Linked DNA regions of Mus musculus: region 1 is linked to region 2. A link is a contact called in public HiChIP or PLAC-seq data. All regions are on one chromosome and are shown on one strand. The core of a region is the stretch at or near the end of the contact, and the rest is flanking DNA. Distances in the headings are between cores, read along the strand shown.

Region 1 (4,759 bases), core at 1,824-4,323, 400 kb after region 2:
AGACCACCAACAGATTGGGAAAGGATCTTTACCTATCCTAAATCAGATAGGGGACTAATATCCAACATATATAAAGAACTCAAGAAGGTGGACTTCAGAAAATCAAATAACCCCATTAAAAAATGGGGCTCAGAACTGAACAAAGAATTCTCACCTGAGGAATACCGAATGGCAGAGAAGCACCTGAAAAAATGTTCAACATCCTTAATCATCAGGGAAATGCAAATCAAAACAACCCTGAGATTCCACCTCACACCAGTCAGAATGGCTAAGATCAAAAATTCAGGTGACAGCAGATGCTGGCGTGGATGTGGAGAAAGAGGAACACTCCTCCATTGTTGGTGGGATTGCAGGCTTGTAAAACCACTCTGGAAATCAGTCTGGCGGTTCCTCAGAAAATTGGACATAGTACTACCGGAAGATCCAGCAATACCTCTCCTGGGCATATATCCAGAAGATGCCCCAACTGGTAAGAAGGACACATGCTCCACTATGTTCATAGCAGCCTTATTTATAATAGCCAGAAGCTGGAAAGAACCCAGATGCCCCTCAACAGAGGAATGGATACAGAAAATGTGGTACATCTACACAATGGAGTACTACTCAGCTATTAAAAAGAACGAATTTATGAAATTCCTAGGCAAATGGATGGACCTGGAGGGCATCATCCTGAGTGAGGTAACACATTCACAAAGAAACTCACACAATATGTACTCACTGATAAGTGGATATTAGCCCCAAACCTAGGATACCCAAGATATAAGATACAATTTGCTAAACACATGAAACTCACGAAGAATGAAGACTGAAGTGTGGACATTATGCCCCTCCTTAGAATTGGGAAGAAAACACCCATGGAAGGAGTTACAAAGACAAAGTTTGGAGCTGAGATGAAAGGATGGACCACGTAGAGACTGCCATATCCAGGGATCCACCCCATAATCAGCATCCAAACGCTGACACCATTGCATATACTAGCAAGATTTTATCGAAAGGACCCAGATGTAGCTGTCTCTTGTGAGACTATGCCGGGGCCTAGCAAACACAGAAGTGGATTCTCACAGTCAGCTAATGGATGGATCACAGGGCTCCCAATGGAGGAGCTAGAGAAAGTACCCAAGGAGCTAAAGGGATCTGCAACCCGATAGGTGGAACAACATTATGAACTAACCAGTAACCCGGAGCTCTTGACTCTAGTTGCATATGTATCAAAAGATGGCCTAGTCGGCCATCACTGGAAAGAGAGGCCCATTGGACACGCAAACTTTATATGCCCCAGTACAGGGGAACGCCAGGGCCAACTAGGGGTAGTGGGTGGGTACGGGAGTGGGGGTGGGTGGGTATGGGGGACTTTTGGTATAGCTTTGGAAATGTAAATGAGCTAAATACCTAATGAAAATGGAAAAAAAAAAAACAGGTTCTGCTTTTTATCCTTGACTGACCTGGAACTGGCTACATAGACTAGGTTGGCCTCCAAGTCATACTCAGCCTCTGCAAGAATCTTTAATATGTTCATTTGAATGTAAACTATATTTTGATCTTTTAAGTTTAGGTATATGAAGGCTTTATATTAAAAAGATATTTTTAGTTATTTTGCTGTGCGTGTGTGTGTGTGTGTGTGTGTGTGTGTGTGTGTGTGTGTGTGTGTGTGCGTGTGTGTGGTGTGTCACCAGACACATGTGTAAGTCAGAGGACAACTTGCAGATGTAGCTTCCTCTCCTCCCATGGTGTGGGTCCCAGAGATAGAACTCACATTCTCAGAGGTGGAGGCAGGCTTCGTTGCCAGCCTTTACAGAAGTTTTAAAGCAGTGGTTCTCAACCTTCCTAACACTATGACCCTTTAATAAGTTTCTCACGTTGTGGTGACCCCCAACCATAAAATGATTTTGGTTGCCACTTCGTAACTACTGTACTTTTGTTACTGTTATGACTCTTGATGTAAATATTCGTGTTTTCCAATGACTTTAGAGACCTTCGTGAAAGGGTCCTTCCACCCACAGAGAGGTCATGACTCACAAGTTGAGAACCACTGCTTTAAAGTAGTGTGCCTTGCTTTTATTGTTAAAGATGTTGTGAACGATAATTTGTGCATTTTTTGCCTTGGTTTGAATAATCAATATTTGAAATAGAAAGTCCAGTTAGGAAGAATCCCATGTGTGAACCGATTAGACTAATCATCAGAGTGTGGATGGAGAGAAAAAGCTGCAGATAATGACTACCTTAACGATAAGACAGAACTTTGTGACAGTTTGTTAAGAAGACTTTGATAAATATGGAGAATGTAGTTTGCCTGGAATTCCTTATTGATAAATTGAAAGAATAGTTACAACTTTATCAGAAATAAATTTAATTGGTGTGAGTTGGTAGGGGCATAAAACATCTCTTTAATGTCTCTCTGCATGACATTTTATGCATAAAAATCTATCACTATTAACTCTTTTGAAGGAATGGCTAACAATGTGATACCAGAAGACGGTGATGGACAGGTTAAAGGATCTCAAAGCAGAGCAGACAGCTTGCTTTGGCTAAAAAGCGGCTCTTTTCTCTCTCCAAATTGTCAGCAATTATTTGCCTTAGAAGAAACAATTTCTCAAGAATCTTGAGTTAAAGTTAATCAGTGGACGATTTGGAAGTTCAGAAGTTGGCTTGTTATAATGGAAGGGAGTGTTTTCTACTTTGGGATTTTAAATGCCACTTTCAAAGTTGATCCAATCCACATCACAGACTATTTCCACCAGCTAGAATTCAGTGCAATCAATGCAGAACCTTTTACATGTTCCAAAATAGAAGCTCCACCAAAGAAGTTGTTGTCAAAGGCTAGTCTGATCACCATCATTAGTTAGCTAGAAGGTTCACTGGTTACCTTGTCTCCTTTCACGCTAAGGACTTTACGTTCCAATTTTGCAGCTTGCAATGCTTCTTCCTTTCCCATCCTCCAGGGGGCAGTGACCAGGAATATGCCTCTAAATCACAGGCTCCCAGATCAGTACCAAACCCTTCCTGCGCTGTTCCTGGGAGCGTCAGATTTGTCGCAGGAGCCTCACCCTGAGCCTGCGCAGACTGTAGCTGTCGCGTGAGCGCATGCGCCTTGCGGAGAGTTCGGCCCTGACGGCTCTGGGCGGGTCTGGGCTGCTCCAGTGTTTTGGGGCCCAGGAGCAGTGGGAGGAGCCGGCGGGTTCACCGTGGTAACCGCTGCGCCGCCGCCGCCGCCACCGCCACCGCCACCGCCGCCCCGCCTTGCAGGCCTTGGGACTGTCACCGCTCTGCTTTGAGGGTACTTTGGCCGGGTCTCCGGAAGTAGCCCTCCCAGATTCTCAGACACTCCCATTCTCCCCACGCCGCTGCCGCCGCCGCCGCCGCCATGCAAGGCGAGGACGCCAGATACCTCAAAAGGTGATGACCCGGGCTCCGCCCTGAGCAGGTCCTTAGGTGTTTCCCGGCTGACCATGGGATGTCCAGGGGCAGAGCTAGACACGAGAAGGGGTGGGACGCAGGGAAGGAAAGAAAGAGGAGAAAATGATGGGGTGGAATAAAGGATGGGCCCTGCGGGGGCGCGAGGTCCTCTTTGGCTTGGAGGTGTCCTGACAGCATCTGATGATGTCCTTGCTACATTAATCTATAACCTCATTAAGAGGCAGGTTAGGCGAGATAAATCCCATATTTCCTAGGTTTTGTTTTTTGTTCTGCCCCACTCTCCTGGATTCCTCAATAGATAAATCCCATGGAAGCTTGGAAATGAATTCTGTCACATCACCAATTTGTGTTCAGTTTGAGATTCATAAATCATGGTGGGGTGTGTGGAATAAAGACGGACGTGGTGGTTTTTGCTTTATGCAAGACTGGATTGAGATGTTCAGTCAGCTGGTCTTGGTCCACTTTACTCACTTGACGGTCACATACACTGTATAATTTCTGTAGGAAGTTCATTATTATTAAGACCTTGGCATGCGAAAGCCTACTATTTTTTTTTTTTACATATGTATGATATCAGCTACACCAAGAAAAAGGAAATTTTGTGAGATTCCTTAATGTCTGTAGAAAAATAAGACCACCCATGGTTAGAAAAATATACCTCTCACTGAACCAACTGTGAGGGAGCAGTGAATAAATCTTTTAAAATGCTAATGTAGAGTCTCTATTTTTCGTTAAAGCTCTGTTGCTAATCCACTGCAAAGAGCACATAGATTTGGTTTTTTGGACATAATTACTTCATTTGAAAATGAGAGATAATACTTTCTGAAGGACATAAGGACAAAGTATGAAAATACTTTTGAGAGAAAAACCATGCATGTTAGGTGGTGACATTAAGTCCTAATAAAATTTGTTAAGTGTATTTTCCCTTACTTGATAGGGTTCTAGCCATATCTTGCAAGAAATTAGAAATAATCTTGCAAGTGGTAGTGGATTCTTGAACATAGTCAAATAGTTGTAAGATAAATCAACTATACTGCTTGTACAAGACAAGGGAACACAGTGCTTTGTCTTTTTCATTTTATATCTTTAACGAAAAGGCAAATGAGAAGACTTTCAGTAGAGATTTGTAAAAAGGAATATGTAATAAAAACAAATACATGGTCAGAGTACTCATTCTAACGTCATTTTGTTACCATATACACATGTGCCCATTCCCATACTCCTGTACACACACTCTTTATCTGTCAAATACAGTACACTTTCTAATTTCAACTTTAAACCGAAGGTTGTTTTAAAGAACATGCTGCCATTGTAGCATTTGCTGATTTTCATATACTATGGGTGT
Region 2 (4,406 bases), core at 1,077-3,576:
AGGAAAGCTTGGGATACCCAGCAAGATCCTGGCTCAAAACCAATGCAATTCTGTCAAAGCAGCTTGAATTCACTTGGAGCAGTCATTTGAGCTTGTTGAACCTGCAAGTCTATCTGCACCAAATACTTCTCCAGATACGATGGAGTGACCCTTGATTTCAAAGTTTCTTCAAGAACAGGGTCACAGAAATTTGATGTCTTGACAAGCTCTGGACCCCTACAAGCTGCCTCAGAGTCAAAGCTTCTAGTCTGCCTCTTTATTTACCTCCTCTATCAAGCACTGGGAGAGGCTTTTTTCCTTCTTATCTACCCGATCAAATTCCATCCAAAGAGGAACACAAATGGCTGTAATGTCCTTTCTAGAATTTCATTGCCAACTTCATATTACAGGAAGAATGAAAGTCTAACATCATGTAGAATACAGAGGAGCCTCTTTCCAAGCCATTGTTGGCTCTTCTATTAGTTTTACAAAATGATTTGCTTGCCTTCTGAAATTACCTACACTCCACTCTCCCTTCTCTGTAAAAGTACCCCACCATCAACTACCTGTCCTCTTGGGTGTCACGCTATCTCCTGTATGTCTACATGTTGGTAGATTTTGTATTTCCTGTTCACCTGTCTACTGCTAGCTTATGTCATAGATTAAAATTCCAGAAGAGTGGCCCAGTGTGCTGGCTCTTGCTTGGAATCCCAGTGATTGGAAGGTTGAGGCAGGCAGACCAAATTCATGGCTAGCCTGGTAGAGGAAGCAAGTTTTAGGCCAGCCAGAGCTACCTGGTGGGACTGTCCAAACATCCCTCTCCCTCACCACTCTCCCAACCCACGTCACTGAAGCCTTAGATGGGACATTTGGATTTCCCTACATTGCCCTCCGTTCTTTTCCTACAAACTGATTTTAAAAGTGAAAACCCGTCACCTGAAAAGGCTCTGAGCCCAGAAAAGCCACTGCTTGCTCTGACAGGTTTAGGACATGGCTTTGCCCTGGACCTCAAGACATTAAGGCACACAGAAACTCATTTCAGCCACACTTTTATCATCTTCTGAACTGGGAGGACTCAGGACTGTGGGAGAAGAATTGTCAGCTTCCAGCTTCCATCTGAAGACATTCCAGAGCTCCCTTCAGTTGGAACTTTCTTTCTCCACCTTACAGTTACTGAGTATCTCACCTCTTACCTTGGACAGACCTGTCCCCAACATGGGGGGGGGGGCGAGTTTGGTTAGCCACTTGATCCAGGGGCCTTCCTGTCTTCTCTGGGTAGCACAGAGGTAGGGCAGAGAAAGCTTAGTCTTAGTCTAAAGCAGATCTCGGTGGCACTAAGGCCCCATCTGATTGGAGGGACATGAAGTAAGCAAGCCAACATATGGAAAATGACTCGTGTGTTCCTCAGCACCTCCCAGCAATAAAGCCCAAGCCCTAACAACGAATCATAAACCTGACAGACTGTATAGATTTTCAAGTTTGCGACTGAATTGCTTTGTCTTTGCTTGGCTAAGTAAATAAGTTTCTAAGCGAAGCCTCTGGTGTAGCCTCAGAAAGCTGGATGAAACCAACAGCCACACGGACTGTACACATGGCCTTATTACCCAATCTCTGAAGCTCACAGAATGACTTTTCTAACTCCGGTTACTCATTTCCTTCTTCTCCTTGTAATGGCACCAGACCTCAAAAGATCATTTCATCCCTTATAGGATGAACCTTTGGCCTAGTGACGTACCCCTTAGGCATCCTACAATCTCTGAGCAATGTTACCCCTGTCACATCTTATTGCTTAATTCTGTGTCTATTTTAGGTTCCTGGAGTCATTTGGCTTGGAGAGAACTTTCTGACGTGATCTCCCAACAGGCCTAGTGTTGACTCACCTTCACTTCTCATGGTTCCATTGCTAGCTTGTCCTGGCTTACGCCATTACTGCCCCTTGCTAGCTTGTCCTGGCTTACGCCATTACTGCCCCTTGCTAGCTTGTCCTGGCTTACGCCATTACTGCCCCTTGCTAGCTTGTCCTGGCTTACGCCATTACTGCCCCTTGCTAGCTTGTCCTGGCTTACGCCATTACTGCCCCTTGCTAGCTTGTCCTGGCTTACGCCATTACTGCCCCTTGGTTTGACAACTGTACTGAGCTCCTACACTCCTGTTATTATTTCCCTTCCAGGAAGATACCTTCAACATTTTATCATAACAGTGTCTTTATTTCTTCCAGTAGTTGATGAGGATTTGTACTGGCTACCCTAGTGGATTGTCTAACTTTCAATACATGATACCTACCTACCCCCACTTCTTTGTACTCTTACTTTGGTAACGAGACTGAAAAAAAAAATCTTCCAATCTGACTCATTGTTTAACATGGATATTTTGTTTTTAGTGGTAAAAGTCAAGTAAAATAATGTAGTAGTTCTTAGTCACAACGCCCAAACAACTGGATGGAATATCTAAAAGTAGAATTATCCATGTTTAATATTCTAGCCACTTACTTTGCTTTCCTTAAAGATACTGTGCATCGGAGTATAAGATGTTAATCATATTCTGTTAATTAGACCATAAGCTTAGTGAAGAGGGGCACAGACCATACACATCTGTATGAGTTGTTACATGCAGCTGCTTGATCCACTGCAGAGATGACATTGCATTTTGGAGACAGCTGCTTGGGATTAGGATCTTGCAAAAGTACTCTAACATTACGGTGAAGGTAGCCTGGGGCCCCCGCACACTCCACCCCATCTCTCCAGAGAACAGCACAAGTCAGGCCTGGGGTAGATCTATGCTGAGAGGAGGGATAATTACCCTGGACCAGCTTGGCCTCGGGTCGCAGCTAGCAGACTGAGTTATATCTATCAGGGCTTTTTAAAATGCTGACTTGGCTCCTTAGAAATACAAAACCTCAAACATCATTTCTAAAGGTCACTGGGAATGGGCTGGGTCAGAATAACTTGAGTCAGTTCTGGGCCAATACTATGAAAGAGGAAGTGGCTGAGCAGTTAGATAAGCTCCTGCAGAGTACTACATTGCTAACTCCAAACAAAGAAGAGGGCTTTAGAGCTGAGTTTCTACTCTGTAAGTCAAATGCCCATCAAGCAATGAAGTCTGCTCCCTTAATCGCAATCAGAGATCTTTATCATGACTTGCAAATCAGCTGTGCTCTCCTGAGAACAGATTTGCCACCTGTAAGCACTGTAATTCAGCAAAATTATGCAGAGGTGAAATTTTTGAGAAAAAAAAAAAAAAAAAAAAAGGTTATTTTCAACACAAGAACCATCCTTACAGGAACTCTGCTTCTCTGAAGCCCATAGAAACAGCCCGTTTAAAACAGACAAACAAACAGAAACAGTTACAGGGAATCGAGTTTTAAAAGAACTCTTTAAATTCAAATTCAAAACAGGATTGTGCTCTTCAGTAAGTGCAGTTTACAACTCTCTGGTAAACACTACCTGCTAACAGGGACAAGCAGGATGATGGTTAGTAATTTGGGCCTAATTCCCTTCACAAAAATGGACTTGTTTTAATCGACCGAAGCTGACGAGGCACAGTTTAAAGGATGTGTTCCAGGGCTATCCTGGGGAAGTCAGTGCACATGGTCCTCACATCAGGACCCTCCAGTTCTCACCCATTTGCTCTGGAGCCTTACACACATGGGCTGCAGCTGCCTTTGTATAAAACTGTTGCAATATAATTCTGTCACTTATATCATCACCTGAGCATTTAGATACCACCCGAGGAAAGCTGGTGAGACAATGCTTTGTCAAAATAATGGCTTCAGTGGAACTTTCATAGCACACATTTGAAAGCATCAACACACACACACACACACACACACACACACACACACACACGGGGAGGGGAGGGACTAGTTAGAAAACAAAATTGTTAGTAGATGGATGCGGTGAATTTTATGGGTTGAAATAGGCAGAAACTGTAACAGAAGTACAGAACTCTGCTAGGTGCAGTAGACAGTACAATTCTTCTGGGATTCTCTGGGATTCTGGGATTCCATACACATGCTATTTAACACAGATTAAATGGTGTGAAAGACCATATTAAATGACAGACCATACTGTAAACTTATCAGACTTGTTTATTCCTTAGAAAAATAAGACTGTATTGGGCAATGAAGTTTTAAATTTGTATGCGTCTCATTCATAAATAAAAACAACACTATGGAAATAAATGCTTGTGTTTAGAAATCAGTAATGGACAATTATACTTGTGGCTCAGATCATAGAAAAAAATACAAAGCATCCTTACTATCAGAAGATGTCTTAGACAATAGTCTAAAAATAGGACATCCCTAACGTTTCTACAATGTATTATGGAAACAGCTGTCTTTATCTCCTTTAAAATACAGCTCCTTTTTTATGAATGAAACACATTTTTCATTTTTTGTGATTTCTGAGAAATCGATAATTTAAGGTAAT

The links. HiChIP or PLAC-seq counts read pairs in DNA pulled down with a chosen protein or histone mark.
Region 1: a CTCF HiChIP or PLAC-seq map of the NIH/3T3 cell line shows a contact between it and region 2, with 10 read pairs. The contact joins the promoter of Kifap3 here to the enhancer-like site in region 2. A contact is called at or near these places in 4 of 39 promoter capture datasets (cranial neural crest, frontonasal cranial neural crest, hippocampal neurons and 1 more), 1 of 15 datasets of contacts at CTCF or cohesin (the NIH/3T3 cell line), 1 of 484 Hi-C or Micro-C datasets (cochlea) and 1 of 115 datasets of contacts at active chromatin or transcription factors (pancreatic cancer cells).

The regions. Positions count from the first base shown.
Region 1 is chr1:163,776,510-163,781,268 of GRCm38.p6, forward strand. Kifap3 (kinesin-associated protein 3) reads left to right here and starts at 3,074. Exons shown (of 20, transcript NM_001305643.1): 1 at 3,074-3,393. The coding sequence starts at 3,362. Gm51663 (predicted gene, 51663) reads right to left here and starts at 3,031. Exons shown (of 2, transcript NR_165475.1): 1 at 2,864-3,031.
Region 2 is chr1:163,380,860-163,385,265 of GRCm38.p6, forward strand. Gorab (golgin, RAB6-interacting) reads right to left here. Exons shown (of 5, transcript NM_178883.6): 5 at 4,044-4,406. Among named protein-coding and RNA genes, the nearest start is that of Gm24940, 19 kb to the right of the region's middle. Within about 2 kb of position 2,327, at least 114 of the 459 cell types and tissues checked have an H3K27ac peak or open chromatin away from gene starts, as enhancers often do. A contact at or near this core is called in the NIH/3T3 cell line and pancreatic cancer cells, where this site is marked.